4 separate regions of the Mus musculus genome follow, and regions 1, 3 and 4 are each linked to region 2. The links are chromatin contacts, called in public Hi-C and HiChIP or PLAC-seq maps. All regions are on one chromosome and are shown on one strand. Each heading gives the region's core, a stretch centred on a gene start, on an enhancer-like site or on the middle of the called end of the contact. The rest is flanking DNA. Distances are from core to core; before and after follow the strand shown.

Evidence for each region. A called contact is a pair of places that touch in the nucleus more often than the background predicts. HiChIP or PLAC-seq counts read pairs in DNA pulled down with a chosen protein or histone mark.
Region 1: a contact with region 2 is called in an H3K4me3 HiChIP or PLAC-seq map of bone marrow-derived macrophages, with 13 times the contacts expected there. The contact joins the enhancer-like site here to the promoter of Phlpp1 in region 2. A contact is called at or near these places in 24 of 39 promoter capture datasets (the 3T3-L1 cell line, 3T3-L1-derived adipocytes, the C10 cell line and 14 more), 10 of 15 datasets of contacts at CTCF or cohesin (CD8 T cells, the NIH/3T3 cell line, embryonic stem cells and 4 more), 162 of 484 Hi-C or Micro-C datasets (the 3T3-L1 cell line, 3T3-L1-derived adipocytes, the 63-12 cell line and 99 more), 66 of 115 datasets of contacts at active chromatin or transcription factors (the 230-238 cell line, CD4 single positive thymocytes, CD8 T cells and 45 more) and 4 of 9 other capture datasets (adipose tissue, embryonic stem cells, liver and 1 more).
Region 3: a Hi-C map of rod photoreceptor shows a contact between it and region 2, with 1.7 times the contacts expected there. The contact joins the enhancer-like site here to the promoter of Phlpp1 in region 2. A contact is called at or near these places in 12 of 39 promoter capture datasets (the C10 cell line, the HPC-7 cell line, cranial neural crest and 6 more), 4 of 15 datasets of contacts at CTCF or cohesin (CD8 T cells, the NIH/3T3 cell line, large pre-B cells and 1 more), 29 of 484 Hi-C or Micro-C datasets (B cells, the HL-1 cell line, bone marrow-derived macrophages and 12 more), 39 of 115 datasets of contacts at active chromatin or transcription factors (the 230-238 cell line, CD8 T cells, the HL-1 cell line and 25 more) and 4 of 9 other capture datasets (adipose tissue, bone marrow-derived macrophages, liver and 1 more).
Region 4: a contact with region 2 is called in an H3K4me3 HiChIP or PLAC-seq map of craniofacial prominence, with 5 times the contacts expected there. The contact joins the enhancer-like site here to the promoter of Phlpp1 in region 2. A contact is called at or near these places in 14 of 39 promoter capture datasets (the C10 cell line, the HPC-7 cell line, cranial neural crest and 8 more), 4 of 15 datasets of contacts at CTCF or cohesin (CD8 T cells, the NIH/3T3 cell line, large pre-B cells and 1 more), 24 of 484 Hi-C or Micro-C datasets (B cells, the HL-1 cell line, bone marrow-derived macrophages and 11 more), 43 of 115 datasets of contacts at active chromatin or transcription factors (the 230-238 cell line, CD8 T cells, the HL-1 cell line and 29 more) and 3 of 9 other capture datasets (adipose tissue, liver and pancreatic islet).

What each region holds. Positions count from the first base shown.
Region 1 is chr1:106,397,991-106,402,691 of GRCm38.p6, forward strand. No RefSeq gene overlaps it. Among named protein-coding and RNA genes, the nearest start is that of Gm41928, 120 kb to the right of the region's middle. Within about 2 kb of position 2,976, at least 103 of the 459 cell types and tissues checked have an H3K27ac peak or open chromatin away from gene starts, as enhancers often do. A contact at or near this core is called in the AML12 cell line, the BV-2 cell line, the Ba/F3 cell line and 22 more, where this site is marked.
Region 2 is chr1:106,168,924-106,173,171 of GRCm38.p6, forward strand. Phlpp1 (PH domain and leucine rich repeat protein phosphatase 1) reads left to right here and starts at 2,946. Exons shown (of 17, transcript NM_133821.3): 1 at 2,946-4,248. The coding sequence starts at 3,081. It overlaps Gm20753 (predicted gene, 20753), which reads right to left and starts at 2,601. Exons shown (of 3, transcript NR_040630.1): 1 at 2,417-2,601.
Region 3 is chr1:106,330,647-106,335,307 of GRCm38.p6, forward strand. All of the region lies in intron 4 of Phlpp1 (PH domain and leucine rich repeat protein phosphatase 1), which reads left to right. Among named protein-coding and RNA genes, the nearest start is that of Phlpp1, 160 kb to the left of the region's middle. Within about 2 kb of position 2,260, at least 1 of the 459 cell types and tissues checked has an H3K27ac peak or open chromatin away from gene starts, as enhancers often do. A contact at or near this core is called in rod photoreceptor, where this site is marked.
Region 4 is chr1:106,352,236-106,356,965 of GRCm38.p6, forward strand. The region is part of intron 10 of Phlpp1 (PH domain and leucine rich repeat protein phosphatase 1); the gene reads left to right. Among named protein-coding and RNA genes, the nearest start is that of Gm41928, 170 kb to the right of the region's middle. Within about 2 kb of position 2,071, at least 21 of the 459 cell types and tissues checked have an H3K27ac peak or open chromatin away from gene starts, as enhancers often do. A contact at or near this core is called in SST interneurons, bone marrow-derived dendritic cells, cortical neurons and 1 more, where this site is marked.

The sequences.
Region 1 (4,701 bases), core at 1,726-4,225, 230 kb after region 2:
AAATAATGCAGAGGCCATTTACTACTAAGCACCTCCAGACCTGCACATGATAGATAATACAGATCACCAGGCTATTGAGCAATCAATCACCTTCATTCCCAGCCTTCTGGGTAGAAAACAGGTTATACATATTTTTTCCTTGAAAAGACAGCCCTGTGTATTTAACATTCCTGGTTTCCCTAGAGCTATTTGTACACACAGGAACCTCACAACAAAAATCCATCTTTGTATTCTTCAGATTACAATGGGCAGGGGTTCGGCATGTTCTTTCTGGCTTCCTTCCGCATAACTAGGGACAAGATGGAATGTTAGGAAAGCAAAGAAAGTGATGTAAGCGGCAAATCTGCTGATGTGGACCAGAGAGCTCTCTTCTGCCTCTCTAGTCTCAGCATCCCATGACATGACATCAAGCTCACCTGGTTCCTCTTTGCAGGCAGAATGCAAGCTGAGTATTCTGTAGGGTAGTATTGTTGTTTCATAAACACTTTCCTAATTTCTATAACCAAACCCATACAGATATTGCCCTACATATTTAATAGTGTTACCCTTACAAATGGAAAACAGTTGAGTTTGATATTTCTTGATCAATATTGCTGTTCTTTTCTGCACAGTGATAACTGAATATTTTCTGCACAGTGATAACTGAATACAGTTAACTGGGATGCTTTTTTTTTTCTAAAACAGAGTACAGCTAAAGTTTCAAAAAATTCAAAGTGTGTGTGTTTGTGCATCTGTGCTTTATGCTGCTGGTGTGTGTGTATGTGTGTGTGTATGTGTGTGTGTTTCATGCTGTGTGTGTATGTCTATGCATCTTTTTGCTTCATCTGGCTGGTGTATAGGAATGGGGTTTTAGCCTAATGGGATGGGGGGTGGTTGTTTTGTTCTTCTGAAGGTCTTAGGATCAAGGCTCCTTAGCCTTCCTCATAAGCTGAGCATCTCCCTAAGTCCACTGGGCACTCACTCTGTAGAAATGGTGGAGAGGTGGAGTGCCTGAGATGAGCCCCCAAGGGCAAACACTGGAACACATTTAATGATGATTATCTGGAGAGACATGTGTGTCCATAGGTGCATTCACACTTGGAGTGAAAACACTCGGTCAGTGAAGACCTTGGACTTGACCCAGACAGAGACTGCAAGCTGCCCAAAGCTCATCCCACAGCAGGACCACTAAAAATGCTTCTGCCTGATATCCCTGCCCTGGGGACCACACTGTGCTGTGAGGGATAAGAATGACTTCTCCCTCTGGGGAAGGAACAGATGTCATACTCTGCTGCCCAGATGACCTCCCTCCTGCATGAAGAGCCCTTAACTACACTGTGTCCACCTCCAGTTCTGCCAGCAGCACCAACCAGAAAGGACAGAAGAGCAGGCAGAACTCCTGTACTCAGAGCTCACATGGATCTGAATTCTTAGAACACAGAAGGCTGGAAGTGCCAGGCTGTTCTGCACAGCAAACACCCAGTGAGCCATTTCACAGCTGTTCCCAAATAGGTGGGTTCTGATTCTGCTTACCTTTCCGTGTCAGGCCCTTGAAGAAAGTGGATACAGCAGTTCCCACTGCTACTCTCTAGCATGCCTCGCACCCTGCCCTTCTATTTGCGTGACCTCGATACTCTCCATTTACCCCAAAATGTCCTCAGCCTCAATGTCCCTCAAGCTGTCCACTAAGGTAGGCCATGTTCTTCCTTGGCCAGAGTGAAAGTTTGTGTTACTGGGGAAATCCCTACGGTGACAGTAACACTGCACCCCTGCAACCTCCTTGGCCCCACTGACAGGGGCTCCTTGTTGCTTTACCCATGGTCCTATGCACCCCAAGGGCTCCAGAGGCTCATCCTGCAGATATGTGTGTTCCCCAGCATCTGTACCTCCACTTGAGGTGCTTGGAGCAGGTCCTCGGTGTGTCTGAGGGCTGCTTGGCCACTTTTAAACCTGACCTAGATGTCTTTTCCCATTCTGCACAAGTTCTAAACCTCTCTGGGCCTCCAGCCCTTGCTCAGACATGGTCTGGGCTTCTCTAAGGAAGCTGAAAGGAGACACCTAAGTTGACTTCCCTCCTTTCTCTTTTTTCCTGGACCTACCTTGCGCCCCCCACCCCCTGCCTCAGCTGTGTGAATTCTTGCTCAATGGAGACATAACGAACATCTACATCCCCATAAAGTTCTAATGACAAAGATATATGTAATTCTACCAAAGTTCAACTAGGGAGTTTATTGGCCTTACCTACAGAACATGGGTGAGGGATTGTATATAGGAGCTTGGGTGACCCAAAACAGCTACACTGCAGTCTTCACCCAGCATGGATGGTGGTGTCCCCAATAGTCACACAGATACAGCTTCCTTTAGTCAACTGTCCCCAGTCTATGTACTCCAAGCCACATAAAATTAGGGAAGAATTGCAAACAAATGGCTAGGACAGATGGCTGGAATCCCAGGTAAGGGTTCAATGACTCTCCCTATTCTGTACTCTTAGGGAATGTGCTCAGTCCACAGACCGGCTGGTGGGCACAGGATGGCTGAGCTGCTGTTTGCTTGGAGAACCAAGTTCTTCAGCATCCCTGCAGCTCCTCAGCATCTTGGGGCCTTGTGCTCTGTTCTGCTCCATTTGAGCTGGGCTTGCTGTAGTCCATCCACCTCCTGCTCCTCCAGGCAGGCTCCATCCTACAGTCCCCAGTACCCTCAGAAGGTGAGTGACCACACAGGCCTGGTTGAGAAGATCCCACAGGCTCGGCAGAGGGGTCATTTCTAAGACAGCCCACCAGAATTCAGTGAACCAAGAGTAAGCAATCCAGTCTTGCAGAGTTGATTGACTTAAGAGAGGAGAATGTTCCACGGGGCCGGAAGCTAATCCAGAAAAGGGAAGGTGCCCTGACCCAGTGTGTGGAGGTTGGGAATCCTCCCTTCCAGACATAGCTTTGCTCTGTCTGCTCGATGGAGTGTTCTTCCACCTCCAAGGCAAGCCCTTGACTATTCTCCTTGTCTGCTCCTCTGACCTCCCGAGGCTGCAGATGCCATGAGTCATTTCAATACCGACTCTTCCACACTTGCTCTTGGCAGCCTCCCCGGAAATAAAATGCTTTGCAAGATTAGTATTCACCACAAAGAATGTGTTTCTCCATTTTTTTTTTACAACTCATTTTTTAATCTCAATGGTTTCAGCTTGTTGCAACCACAATGTGTTACAATTAAATATTAGAAGCGGAAGCAGAGGGGGAAAGGTTGCCTTGACAAAATTTATGTCAAATATTGAAGCTTACAGCAGAACAATGAATCACCGTATTAGTTTCTATAGACATGCAGCTGCTCACACAATAGGCTTGCAAAAGTACCTGTCCTTTCACAGAGCAGCATGTCTGCGGACTTGAGCTAAGCTTCCAGGATACTCATGGCTTTTATCCCCAGGGGTTTGGAGGGGAGTCAGGCAGGAGGCTATGGTCCTCATCGCAACATCTTCTGTGCACGGATAGGAGGGCTATCCAGTGTCTGTGCTCATGAGAATCAGTCATTTTTATGACTGTGGTGAGCTAACGTTGAGTCACCAACTCTTCTGCCTGGATACATCTTCAAGGCAGTGCTGAGGAAATAAATTGGGAAAGTCATTGGAAAATTATTACCTGAAGTCAAGATTCCAGATATTTTACCACGGGCTTAGAAAATTAATTTTCTTCTTCCTCCCTCCCCCTCCCTCCCTCTGCCATCTCTCCCTCCCTCCCTCCCTCCTTCTCTCCCTCCTTCTGTCCTGCCTTAAAGCTCAGTGACAGACACAAGATCCTAAACTCTGATGGAACAGCAATGACTCCGCCAGCCTCTCCTTGCCTTCCACACACAAGAAGCTGACGGTGATCACCAGAACCTCGGTAAAAAGGCCAAGCACACAGCTTCTGGGAAGCCATTGGTTCTAAAAGGTGAAACCTTACCTGTCCTTTTAACAATTGATTCCAGCACAAAATCCACTTCCAACATGAGAACAGAGTTAAGCTGCTAAAGGAAACCCTATCTTAAGCTGGATGCATACACGTAGGTGGAAGACAGTGGCTTCTGTCTGGTCATACGATGATCCCCCTTCCTGAAAATGCTGAGAGCAAACTCACATGTATACTGATGCTCATGAACCTATCCAGCATTATTATATGCAAGCATGTATCTATTTTTATCAAGCAACCTGAAGTATATGATGCATTCCATTTTGAGACAGCCCATCAACAGGTTTGGCAGTATGTGGGGCTTATTTCCAGCAGACTCTCTGAGGTAAGAGCTATAGAAGGACTGTGGGCAGATCTCTTCTTGGTCTCCAAGAGGTACTGAAACAAAGAAATACAAGTGTGTGGTTTCTGACACAGTCCTGGAGTCTAGAAGCCCAAAGCAATGTCAGCATCCCCACTCCTCTGAGGCTCTGGCATAACTTACTTGCCTATCTCAGCTTCTATGGGTCGGGCCATCTTCTGGGTTCACTCATCAGTTGCTTTTCCTGTTCCTGGGACAAAATATTTGGCAGAAGCAGTTAAGAGAGAGGTTTATTCAGCTTATGATTACAGAGAGTCTGGGCCGTCATAGCAGCAAAGTCATGGCAGCTGGTCAGAACTAACTGTTGCAACAGGTGTTAAGTGACAGCTTCCCATGTCCTGGTGACCTGAAAATCAAACAGCTCTAACTCTCAAAGGCTTAGCACTCACAAATAGGCAGGTTCTAGAACCTTCTGAAACA
Region 2 (4,248 bases), core at 1,696-4,195:
GAGGGAGAGAGGGAGAAAGATGTCATCTTTTGTGGTTGCCTAGCCTGCAGGGTGACCTGGGTTCAAGCTCCAATACCACAACAAAGTGATCAGAAGGTGTGGCCAGGCAGAAGCACACGGTGGACAGCATGTCTGGAATGCTTCAAAGGGTAGGGCACTGTGTGATGTGCTGTGGCATGGCTTAGGACATTAGAACCGAAGCATTCCCTGCCCCCAACTATTTTGAAGCTGCCTGGAAAACAGTTTTAGTTTTATTTTCAAATCAAAACTCTTCTCTCATTCACAGCAATTGTAGAGTGTGGGTTGCTGCATAGGGTCTACATGATATCCTATGACTCAACAACTCCCCCCCCCCCACAATGAATGCTTAGATTTCATTGCTTTTTCACCAATTTGCTATTTCAACTGCAGAGCTCTGTTTTATCTGGTATTACAAAGACAGTCTACTCCTTCAGAAATTCTCGTTTTCTTTCTTTCCTTTCACATTCTTGTTTAGTCACTTCCTGAAGGTTCGGGATCACACTGTGGGTCTTTCTTGCCATTCTGCTATCCCTGCCAGTGGGATTCCTGAGAAGTACGCGATAGGTTGTCTTTTATATTACAGATTCCATGTGTGAAATCTGGCATAATTGCATTTTAATACCTGCTTTAAAATATTTTCCTGAAAATTTATTTATATGTACAGGAGTTTTGTCTGTACATGTATCTGTGCACCACATACACACAGTGTTCACAGAAGCTAGGCTAAAGAATGGGATTCCCTGGAACTGGAGTTAGACAGTTGTGAAATACCATGTGGTGCAGGGACTTGAAGCTGGGTCCTCTTGCTCTTAGCTGCTGAGACATTTCTCCAGCTCCAACACTTGTTCTTCTGTGTGGAGAAGATCTACTTTTTTCTTTATTTGGAGATAGTTACTTTTCCCATTGCTGTAACAAACACCTAACAAAAGGTTACTAAATACCCAAATAAAGAAAGACGTATTTGGCTCACAGTTTGAGGGCAGAGAACGTCAGGGCAGGGAGGGCAGCGTGGCAGGAGTTCCAGACAGCTGGGCACACTTTGTCAGTGCTCAGGGCACCTCACCCTCACACACATACCCCGTGTTTCCATGGTGATTCTAAATTCAGTCCAATTGGATCTAATCAAGTGTCTGTCCACCGCCCTAACAGTGTTTGACAACTATTATCATAACTTCTTTTGTTTTGAGACAGGATGTCATCATGTAGACCAGGCTGGCATCAAATTCAGAGATCTGCTGTTCTCTGCCTTCTGAATGGCAGGATAAAGGCATCACCACTGAGACTTATAACTATAAATAAATGTATATGCATGTGTGTATAATATTCCCATAATAAATATTAGTCTTCTGGAACCCAAAGGTAAGGTACAGGATATCTTCATTATTATTATTACTATTATTCTTTGAGTTACTATGTAACTTTGGCTGGCCTGGAGCTTGCTCTGTAAAAGAGGCTAGTTTTGAGCTCATAAAGTTCTTCCTGTTTTAGTCTATCGAGTGTCAGGAAGAACTTAATTTAAAAAAATTATTATCATTATGTATAGGAATGATTTGCCTGGAATATGTCTATGCATTACATTGGAGCACTGTCTTCAGGGTGAGCTATTATATGGGTCTTCTTGAAGAGCAGCCCACGCTCTTAGCTGCTGAGCCCTCTAACTCCGGAAAAAGACTTTTAATTAGTGTCTACATCTGCAATGCCATCATGAGAGTGGCAACTCAATGACCAACGTTTATCAAATTATTTCAAATAGTTAATTGCCCTAAACCAGCTTGGTTCAACCAATAAAAAAATGTTTATAGATCATACAATGTAACAGTAAACACCCATACAACATAGGTAGAGCGTAGGTGGTGAGCAGTTTGTGGACGGAAGTATGGAGAACAGACTAGACTGGGAAACCTTGTCTCATTCACCCTTTCTACCCGGCCCCGAGTGCGGAAAGAAAAATCCAGAAAGAACCAAGAGAAAGCAAGTCTATCTCCTATCCCACTATGACTCCATTTTAATATTTCTTCCTTCGTCCACTGCTTTGTGTCGTTAAGCTTCTTTTAAGCTTAAAACCAACGGGATACAAGGCTCCAAGCAGGTCCTTAGCTATTTCTGTCCTAATAGGGGAGGGAGTAAATGGGTTTAATTTGAGTGCAAACACTGCTAGCTTTCATGGGCCTTGAAAAAAGTGCGGAAAAAGTCAGGAAGACGGGGCCAGCGATCCTGTGAACTGTGTATGTATTTTTGTCTCATACAAAGGCCTTACCTAGAGTTTAGAGTTCCTAAAAACTCTCAATTTCAATTAGCCAGGAAAATAAAACTCATCTGGCAAGCAGGAGAGGATCAAGTTAATGAAAAACGTTCACAGGACACAGAGTTCAACGGCAGAGGGCACAATACCCACCAACAAGGGCCAGAAGCTGGAGGAGAGGGTGGGCAGAATTTGATGATATCTGGGCCTTGTAGTTCGCTGTTGGTCTCTTCTGGGTATCCTCGACACGAAGATGAACTACAACCCCCACTGTGCAACGCGAGCCCCTCTCGCCACCTCTCCTCTATGGCGAGGACAAACCTCCTGGGAAACAGCTCCGCCCCACCCCCGTACGCACGCGTCACGTTTGTTTACCCTGAGGCCCCGCCCCCAGCCTCCCGCTCTCCGCAGAAATGTCGTCATGCTAACGATGCATATTCATGATCAACTCCGCCCCGCCACCGCCCGCCTTCCCGCGCTTCATTAATATTCATGAGGCGAGCTCGGGCCGCAGCTCCCGGGAGCTGAGGCTGTCCAGCAGCGGGCGGGGCCTGGCGCTGGGGAGCCCGCGACCCGCGGGGAGGGTGTGTGTGGGGGGGCGGTGGCGGCGAAACGGGCGGGCGGCGCGCGGGATGGAACACCGAGACACCGACGGAATGCTCCGGATCGCCACATAATCCTCTGGAGCGGCCGCGCCGAACGCCATCGGCGTCTCCGTTCTCTTCGCGCCGCCGCCGCCGCCGTCTCCCACCTTCGCCTCACCTCCTCCTCCTCCGCTGCCTCCGGAGCTGGGGGAGCGACGTGAAGCCCCGCTACGATGGAGCCCGCCGCTGCAGCCCCGGCACAGCGACTCGCGGACCCCACGGGTGAGGACCAAGCCCTGGCGGCGGCGGCGGCCGAGGGCGGCCGGTGTCCGGATCCCGCGCTGAGCGCGGCGGCCCCGAGCGGCGGGAACGGCGGCGCGGCGCGAGAGGAGGCCCCCTGCGAGGCGCCGCCGGGGCCGCTGCCCGGCCGCGCCGGAGGCACCGGGCGCAGGCGGCGGCGGGGAGCTCCCCAGCCCGCGGCCGGTGGGGCCGCTCCGGTGCCCGCGGCCGGCGGCGGCGCCAACTCGCTGCTGCTGAAGAGAGGGCGGCTGAAGAGGAATCTGTCGGCCGCCGCCGCCGCCTCGTCGTCCTCGTCGCCGTCCTCGGCGTCTTCGGCCGCTGGCGGCCTCCCGGCGTCCTGCTCGGCCTCGGCGTCGCTGTGCACCCGGAGCCTGGACAGGAAGACGCTGCTCCTGAAGCACCGGCAGCTGCTTCAGCTGCAGCCGTCGGACAGGGACTGGGTGAGGCACCAGCTCCAGCGGGGCTGTGTGCACGTCTTTGACCGCCACATGGCCTCGTCCTACCTGCGCCCAGTGCTCTGCACGCTGGACACCACGGCCGCCGAGGTGGCGGCCCGGCTTCTGCAGCTGGGCCACAAAGGCGGCGGGGTGGTGAAGGTGCTGGGCTACGGGCCGCCTCCCGCCGCCGCCCCTGCCGCCAGCGATCAGACCCTGGACGGAGAGCACGGAAGGGACGTGGAGCCACCGCCCTCGAGCGGCACTGTTGGTGCTGTCCGGGGCCCTGCGCGCGCGCCTCCCGCCGATCTGCCGCTGCCCGGGGGCGCCTGGACGCGCTGTGCACCCCGCATCAGCCCCGCGCCTTCGGACTCCAGCCCCGGAGAGCTGTTCGCGGGCGGCCCCGGGTCCCCTCCCCGCGCCCCGCGCCCGGCCTCTGACACCGAGAGCTTCAGCCTGAGCCCCAGCGCCGAGAGCGTGTCAGACCGGCTGGACCCCTACAGCAGCGGCGGCGGCGGCTCCTCGTCGTCGTCGGAGGAGTTAGAGGCTGATCCGGCCATGCCCCACCGCCCCGGCCGCCCCGCGCAGCCTCGGCCGCCTTCCCCGAAGACCTCGGCTTTACTGCAGCCGAAAGCCCCGACGGGCGTAGACAGCACTGGCGTGATAG
Region 3 (4,661 bases), core at 1,010-3,509, 160 kb after region 2:
TGCATATGTATCAGAAGTTGGCCTAGTCGGCCATCATTGGGAAGAGAGTCCCCTTGGTCTAGCAAACTTTATATGCCTCAGTATGGGGGAACGCCAGGGCCAAGACATAGGAGTGAGTGGGGAGGGGAGTGGGGGAAGGGGGACTGGAGGACTTTTGGGATTGCATTTGAAATGTAAATGAAGAAAATACCTAGTTTAAAAAAAATACTGAGGGCCTGGTACAGACTGTGAAGGCCCTGTATATGGCTAAATAAATAAATAAATAAAAACCACACACAAAAAAAGTTAACCAGCACAGACAGTAATACATTTGCATGCTGTGTTGTTGCCTGGATTTAAGGGGAAAGGGCAGAAGTACTGACTGCCCTGATCTCCCCACCCCAGTTTTAAGGTTAGCTTTTCCTCTCAGCAGTTTGTTGGTATGTCTCTGAAGCTGCAGAAAGGAACAGGTAAGGGTTAATAACATGCACTAATGCATGGCACTGTAGACGTTTTAGATTTGGACATCTCCTGTCCCACTTTAGTGCTTTTGTGACATTAATAGAGTAAGGGGTGCAAATCAGGAACTGCCATCAACCTGACATCACTCTGCACCTGCCATGTGAAGCCCCATTCCTAACAAGCTAAAGTGTACTTTGTTATACGTGGGCCTTTTACAGTACCCAGTTTGAAAGGGACTTCAAGGGTTACCTGTAGCAAACCATAGTTAGTAGTCTAATCTCTGAAAATTTTGAGTCTATAGAGTGCCCAGACTTTCCTATGCCAGTACTGAAAAGCAAAACTGTGCCTTGGATTTTTGGAGTACCTCACATGGTGTAAAATCCTACAGTGTCTGTTGCTGTCTGCTCAGTGTAGTACTGTAACACTATATCATGCAACATCACTTTAATGATTAAAATAATTTCTTATTAGGCTCTGTTTGCATGCCAACTTGATACGTTTCCCCTTCTGAGCTCTGTGGGGGGCCCAATGGACACAGGCCGCTGTTCTTTTTCTGAAGTAGACTGCTTGCTTTGGAAAGGGAAGTCAGTCTTCATATTTTTTCTTAGTTTGGGAACACTATTCTGGAATTGTTTTTATATAAATATATAAGGTATTTGAAATAGCATCCTCATTGCTGATGTTGCTGCTCTTGGTAGAAGAAAATGAAAGGGTAGTAATTTTTTTCCTACAATACACTCTTTGACTCATAGCTAAGAATTTTGACTAATAGTTTTTATATTATATAATGATAGAATTATATTGAATTATTTTTTAATTTTTCGAGACAGGGTTTCTCTTATGTAACTCATATGTCCTGGAACTCCCTCTGTAGACCAGGCTAGCCTCAAACTTATAGAGATCCACCTGTCTCTCCCTCCCGAGTGCTGGGATTAAAGACATGTGCCTTATATTGGTTTCTTAACTGTGATGTGTTGAATGTATCCTGTAGTGACACAACTTTTTTTATAGCCATTTTATCTGTGAGTTTGGGAAATAAAATAACTTCAAAGTCCTGTTCTTGATTTGTTTTTAAAATAACTACCTGAAATTAGGACAATGCCTACTATCTCAGTCTGTCCTGACTATGCTACTATAATACCTTACAGTGGGTGATTAACAAGCTACAGAGACTAGGACACCCAAGATCTATGTGCCAGTAGATTTGGTGTTTGGTGAAAGCTTACTTTTTAAATTGGATGCTTTCTCTTGTACTCACACTTTGTAGGACATTGATCCTATTTGAGGTTGGAGCTCTTATACTGGCTAAGTTTCATAAGGATTTAGGAACTGGAGAGAGATAGATGTTTACATCTATCACAGCATCCATTTTAATTAAATTTCTTTAGCTTTGAGATTGTATGTGCTGTGAAATGTATGTGTGTATAAAATACTGTCTTGTTTGCTTTGCTGTTTATGTAATAAAACACACAACCAAAGCATCTTAAAGAAGAAAGTGCTTAACTTGGGGCTTGTGGTTTCAAAGGGTTAGAGTCCATAACCGTCATGGTGGAGAGCATAGCAGGCAGGCAGGCAGGCAGGCAGGCAGGCAGGCAGGCAGGCAGGCAGGCAGGCAGGCAGGCAGGCAGGCAGGCAGGCAGGCACGTATATTGGACACACGTATATTGGTCTGTCTGACACTGTGTAGTTAAGCTACATTTGTCAGGACTCTGTAGAGAGAAATGCACCAAAAAACTTCTGGTGATGTGGTGTAGTTTCTTGCTCCTTCTACAGACTTAGGTTGATTGACAGAATGATGTCAGCTGAGACAGATGCAGGTGCTGAGGCAAGTCCCATAGAGGACGAGCGATGTTTAGAAAGACTATACAAGGGCTTGACAAACATTGATGGAGGGTAAGCTTGGTTTATTTATAGAGCTACCTGTGTAAGGCTGTGGGTCACCCATTTTTGCTGATCTTTGAATTGCTAGGAGGCACAGCTGAGAACTTTTCCTGGTATCCCTTCAGGATCCTCCTGTTAACTTGGAGCAAGGCTGAGGCCTGGCTGTTTGTGTTAGGTGGTGCCACCTCTGGTGATTTGCTATTTCAACTCCACTGAACTGGATTGTTGGTGTATCTGGGAAGTGTTTGTGAGTGGATAGAGCTGCCGCTGCTAACCTGTGAACTGAACTGTCGATTTCCAGACAATACAGATGGGAGTTGCTCTAAAGTGCCTTTCTAAACAGGTCCGTCCCCCACCCCATACTTTCTTTCCCACTACCTCTGGTGGGTGGTGAGCGAATGGGCAGCTTAAAGCATTTAAGAGCCATCATTGAAAAGTAAGGTTTGAAAACAATTAGAGTTACAGCTACCCCCACTTCCTTCATCCAGGACACACACCTAATCTTGCCCAAACAGTTCTGCCAGCATTCAAGTATCCAAGTATCCAAGCAGCCTGCAGGGGCCATTCTGATTCACATCACCATGGACACACATGTATTCACTCACTGTAATAAGAGTTCTTTTTTAACTTAGGTTTTTTTAATTGAATTTTTATCTTTTAAACAATCAGGCTTTTGTCTATTATTAAATTATAATTGTTAAAATCATTAAAAATACTTTTTAACTAATATAGACTCTTTAAGGTTTTGGTTCCCTCCTGTTTATTAAATAATTATAATATGATATCTAAAACTTGAGTGAATATAATGGAATTGAAATAATAGTTTGAATTATGGCTTATTTGGCCAAATATCCATGTTTGAATTTTTTTTCTTTCAAATCAGCTGGTTTTATTTTACAACTGCTTTTGTATATATATATAGTGTTTATCTGGCATTTTGAGCTGAAAGTCATTTTTATAAAGATTTACTTTATTTTTATTTTATTTTATTCATTTATTTATGTTACTTTATTTTTCTTCATGTTCCTGTGCTAGAATGAAGAGGGTTTATGGAGTCCTGGAGTAAGGTTGCAAGCTACCTGTCGTGGGTTATTGGAACCTAACTAGTCCTCTGCAAGAATGATACTCTTACAGACTAGGACATCCAACCCTGCAGCTTACCATTTTATACTCTGGTTTTTTTTTGTGTGTGTGTGTGTGTGTGTGTGTGTGTGTGTGTGTGTGTGTGTGTTTTGTTTTGTTTTTTAACAGGATATTGTGATTTCTAGTCTTTTTCTACAATATTGTGGTAGTACCCGACTCTCAACTTTTCTCTCTTTTAAGTGAGCAAAAACTCATTTGATCTCTGTCTCCCAGATCTTGCTCAGTGCCTCTGCTTACCCATTACCGTTAAAGTACCAGACGGATATGTGTTCTATGTGGACACTCCTGTCTTTTTCTAACAGGAGTTTTGACTCTACAGTGCTGGGATCTGTTTTCTGCATATACAGAAAACTAACTTGAACAAATCTAAGGGTTAGAAATCTAAGGGTTAGAAATCTAAGGGGTATTATTAGGTGGGGAGTTTGGGGATCTTGTTTTTTTTTCTTGTTTTTTTTTTTTTTTTTATTCCTAATATGGAAAAGATTTCCCCACATTAAATTACTTTAAATTCATTGGTATCTGCAAACAGGCGAAATAATTTTAGTGATATACTTTGTTTAGTCCAATATACCAAAAGTATCACAGAGTCCTTTTATTTCTACTATGTCTTTTAAATCTATTCCTTAATTAAAAGTCTGAATTTTGAAATACACAGAAATCTGAAACTTTTTGAGTATTGTTTTGATGCCCCCAAATATTTTGGAATGTGGGATCATGAATGTCCAAGTAGTGGTCCATACTAACTAAATCTAAACAACACCTAAATCTATAACACTCATGGCTTCAATTATTTTGGATGAGAGATTCTAACCCAGTATGTGTTTTATATTTGGAGAATCCCTCACTTTGGACTCCCTCCTTTTCAACTGTTTCATATCTGCCTACAGCTAGTGTCATAGTAGCCAGCCTAGCTATATGGCAAGTAAGCCCCTATCCTCTTCTTTAGAGGCTGCTTGGTTCTAGGATTAAGGACCATTGTCATTACCTAAGCTATTGGTTCTCGACCTTTCTAAAGCTAAAGTACAGTTCCTTGTGTTGTGGTGACCCCCAGCCATAAAATTATATCTATTGCTACTTCATATCTGTAATTTTACTACTGAGCAGTGATTCAGTTCCTAAAACCATCAGAAATATGTGTTTTCTGGTGGTCTTGACCTATGATGTACAGGGTAGGTTGAGAACAACTGATCCTAGTC
Region 4 (4,730 bases), core at 821-3,320, 180 kb after region 2:
TTTCAATTAGGTGACATCCAGTAAAGTGTCCATGCCTCCCCTGGAGCTGGGGCTACATCTTATTAGCATTCTTATGACTTGATCACCAGGTTATGAATTTAAGTTTTCTGTTCACTTTTGAGTTTTATTGCTTAGTTCATACTCTATACTTGAATTAAAATGTCACACTATAAATATTATGTTCACTTATGACAATTAAAATAAATATGTATTTTAAAATAAATATAAGCTCGTAACTCAAAGTTGTAGATGGATGTGAAATTTGATGGACCATATATTGTTAAGAAATTGACTTTGATGGCCAGGCAGTGATGGTGCACACCTTTAATCCCAGCACTTGGAAGGCAGAGGCAGGCAGATTCTGAGTTCGAGGCCAGCCTGGTCTACAGAGTGAGTTCCAGGACAGTCAGGGCTACACAGAGAAAACTCTGTCTCAAAAAAAAGAAAAGAAAAGAAAAGAAAAGAAAAGAAAAGAAAAGAAAAGAAAAGAAAAGAAAAGAAAAGAAAAGAAATTGACTTTGATTTTTGCATCTTGAGAGAAGGCAGAATTTGGTTCTATTGGGTAAACTGGTAAATATTAATCCTCATCTTGCTGAATATCTTTGCTGAGAGTTCTCATGATGGAAACACCAAAGGAGTTTCAGATACATATCTGTCACCAGCAGATGGTCGGAGGAAGGCTAGGTAATTTCCCATGCATCACCAGAGTGCATGAGTCACAGCCAGAGGTACTTCTATCCTTCTGCTCTTTCTTGGAATCTTGGCAGTGAGTGATTCCCTGTCCACCTAGCATCCTCATGCACATTTGATGGCCAGATAGCTTCTCTTGATGGAGTTAGTCCAACTAAGAAAACTGGAACAGATGCTTTCAAAGGAAAGTTGCAATGGATGCTTTTAAATGAAAGTTGCACAGATCCCAGTACTCGTGGGACCCAGATCTATTTTTATACCTGGTTGGAGTAGCAGAGGGATGCTCAGAGGTGGGAGATGGGCTGGGGACATCCATGTGCCAATAAGGCTCATGGTGTTTTTCTTGTGCTCATTAACTATCCCTAGAGTATTAGTCACACCATAAACCATAAGCTTGAGTGACTCAGAAAGAATATTTCTAAATATCAAAGGAGCTAAAAGAGAACAGAAAATCAGAGGAGAGTGATCAATTGACCATGACAACTGGTGCCTTTTGGCAAAGGCAGATATTTCTGGCATTTTGAAAAGCTGTGAGCTATCTTTGAAGATGTGATGTTTTGAGAGATGTGGTAGATTAAAAGTGTTTCTAAAAGTATGTCTTCAGAAGCCTGTAGAGAACTTGCAGATTCCTGGCTTTTATCTCCATTCTTCAGACTTAGATGTTAGAGAAAGAGAGCTGGAATCAGCCTGTTTAACAAGGCCAGCATCGTAATTCTAATGTGTAAGGTCTACCAAACACTGAAAGCTCAAGGTGACCATGGGAGGTTCTGCTGACAGATTCCTTAAAAAAAAAAAAAAAAGACTTATCCACAGAAATTGAGTTTCCTTAGGATAGGGCATATACTTTATCTCTTATGTTTTTCAGATATTTGTACATGATAGCTCTTTGGGGGTATTAGCATCAAAATCAGTTGGCCAGTTTGCTAAAACAGAGAATCAGCTGATGAGATTTAGACTACTACACAGAAAATGTCCAAGATTTTCCTCCATCCTGGGGAAAGAAAGGGCATGGGTGCACTTTAGACGATAGCCAACTCTGTGATTTTCAGAAGGATCATATTCTGATAAGTAATTCGTGGGGTTAGCAGGGATGATCCAGAAGGCTTTAATCAAGGGTTCTAAATGTTCGTAAGAGTGGCTATGTATAGTGTCCAGAGAGGATCATCAAGACTGCTGTCTGCTCTGCAGGATGCGCTGGTGGCCTTTGTCACCCACTCTCTAGAACCCTCACAGCAGATGAGCTGGGCCATTTGATCTGCTGCTGGTGCTTACAGGGGTCACCTGTTCTTAGGGAACCACAAGAATGCATTAGGATGGGAGGTGTGCACAGCTGTGAATTCCACACTAGACAGAACCCTTGCAGTTAGATTCTGCGTCTACTCCTGACTCACTTATGGAGAGTAGCTGAGGGTTAAAGCTGAGGTGCTGCTCCTCTGAGAGCCCACTGGGTAATGGAAGCACATGCATGCTGTGAGCTGCTGACCTAGAGCAGATGTATGGGGAACATTGCTCTTTTAGCTGCCTCCAAGTGACAGATTCTCCAATCTTAACTCAAAAAGAGGTAAAGCCTAAACAAAAAGAGAAGTAAACATCAGGTTTCAGCAAGCAGCCTCAAATTCCCTTCCACCCATTGCCTGTCAGGCTGCATAGTAACCCAGCACAGGAGACACTCTGCAGGACAACAGAGGAAACTGGCAGCATGGAGGTAAAGTGAGTGCAGTGCAGAGGGAAGGAGTGTAAAGGAATGTTCTGTGAACAGAACACCGGAGGACACAGCATCCATCTGCTTTCAATCCAAACAAAACTCCTTAGGATAGCACATGGTCCCAAAGACTTAGAATCCCATAGACAGGAGAGAGAGGTGGCTCCGTGGTTAGGAGGACCCACTACTCCTGCAGAGGACCTAAGTTTGTTTCCCAGCATCCAGGTTCTGCTTCTCACAGTTGCCTGTAACTCCATCTCTGAGAGGCCTGATGCCTTCTGGCCTCCACAGGCACTGTACTCAGGTGCAACAAGCCTACACACATATGCACATAATTTAAAAATCCCTAAATACTCCCATAAATATCCAGATGCCATGAAAATCAACAGGGAAACGATGAACGTATCCATAGTAACAGTGTCTAAGAAAAATCAAAGAACACACATCCTCCTCTATGTTATCCTGAAGACAAAAATGTAAGGCAACATTCCAAGCTGAATTAAATTATCTGTGAGCATTTGGGAATATTAAAATGAAAAATATTGGGAAGTTAAGAACAAAAATGGACAAATGGGAAGAGTGGTCATTGAATTCCTAAAATGGCAGGCAATAATAGTGATTTTATAAATGAGCAGTATATTACCAGGTAGATAAAGGGTAATACTTTCAAATAAAAGTTCAGAAAGAGGCATTAAAGACAAGCAGAGAAGTAAAAGTGAAATGAAGAAATAAAAGGTTAGAGATAAAGGAGAGTGGGAAATGCACCCAGGAGGAGCAGAATTTGCATATCGAGAGCTTGCAGAACGGAGAAAGGAGTGGGGCAGATTTTTTTCTGACATATAAGCATATTTGACAAGAACTACTGAGTTGGGGCCCTGGATACTCTATATCAACTCTGAGATCTAATAGATTTAGATTCTGAAAAATTAAGCATTACAGAGCTACATTAAAAGGTTGGTTAAAGGGATTTAAGGGGACACATATTTAGATAGTCACCAGACCCCAAAAGTATTAATGCAAAGTAATAATGGAGCAACATTTTCAAAATTGATCAAAGTATGACCTAAGCTTTTTATAGCAGGACAAGCTCTCTTTAAGAATAAACAGAAACTTAGTTATGAAAACTAAATATGCCATAAAGAAGAACTTAAAAGTTAGAGGTAAGTTAATGTGAATGGAAGAGGGATCATAAAAGAGTGGCTTTATGTATAAGTCCTTGAAGAGCAATGATAACAAAACATTCACAGAAGTAGTACTAAAATTGTAATCCAAAGAGTATTTTTGTCAGTACATTGAAAATTTTACAGTAGAAAATCAATAAGCCAGACTGTTAAATGATCGCATAAAAATCCAAAGGGCTAGTTGGAGAAATGACTCAATTGGTAAAGCATCTTCCCATTCAAGCATGGAGACCTGCAGATGGCCAACCCCTGGGGTAGAAAGCCAGGAGTGGTGGCTTATGCCTGTAGCCCAGCTGCTGGGAAGCAGACAGCAGGATTCCTATAGCGTGTCAGACAACGAGTTTAGCTGGATGAGTGAGCTCTTGGTTCAGTGAGAGGCCCTGTCTCAAAAGCTAAGGTGGAAAGTGACTGAGGAAAGCATCCAGTTCAGCATTAACCTCTTGCTATTATTTGCACAGCACACATACACCATTGTTAGGATCTGGGAGCCATTTACTAACAATGTATAGTACGAGGTAACTGTTGGAACAAACCCAGTTTCCTTTTTTAAAAAATCTTATAGAAGAAAATTGTGTGTTTGCATATAATATTATAATAGCTGAGACAAAACATCAAACACGCGTGCGCACACACACACACACATCATTGCATATGGTTGAACTTAAGTCTCCTCACAAGTAAAATTACCCATGTCCCTTAGGTGATAGGTTGGTGAGTAAAATGTTATTGATCTATTTGTGAACTATGAATTGTAAGCCAAAAAGTTTCCATGGAAAGATGCACATTGAGTGATACTTTATTACCCGTATATACACACACCATAATTGAGAAGGCACTGTTTTAGTGGGAAACTATAGGGATACTTCATTACCCTATATATACACACCATAATTCTAAAAGTCATTTTTTAATTTAAGATTTATTTGTTTATGCATGAGTGCATGTATACCTGCATACCAGAAGAGAGCATCAAATAACATTGTAGATGGTTATGAGCCACCATGTGGTTGCTGGGATAGCTCCAGCCCCCTAAAAGCCACTTTTTAGGAACCCCTGGGGTGTTCTTGTTAGGGCTGGTAATGGGACTAGGGTGCCCATTATTTCTATTACTATTCAATGTTACATTAGATATATTAGCCATGAAATTGTACAAGAAT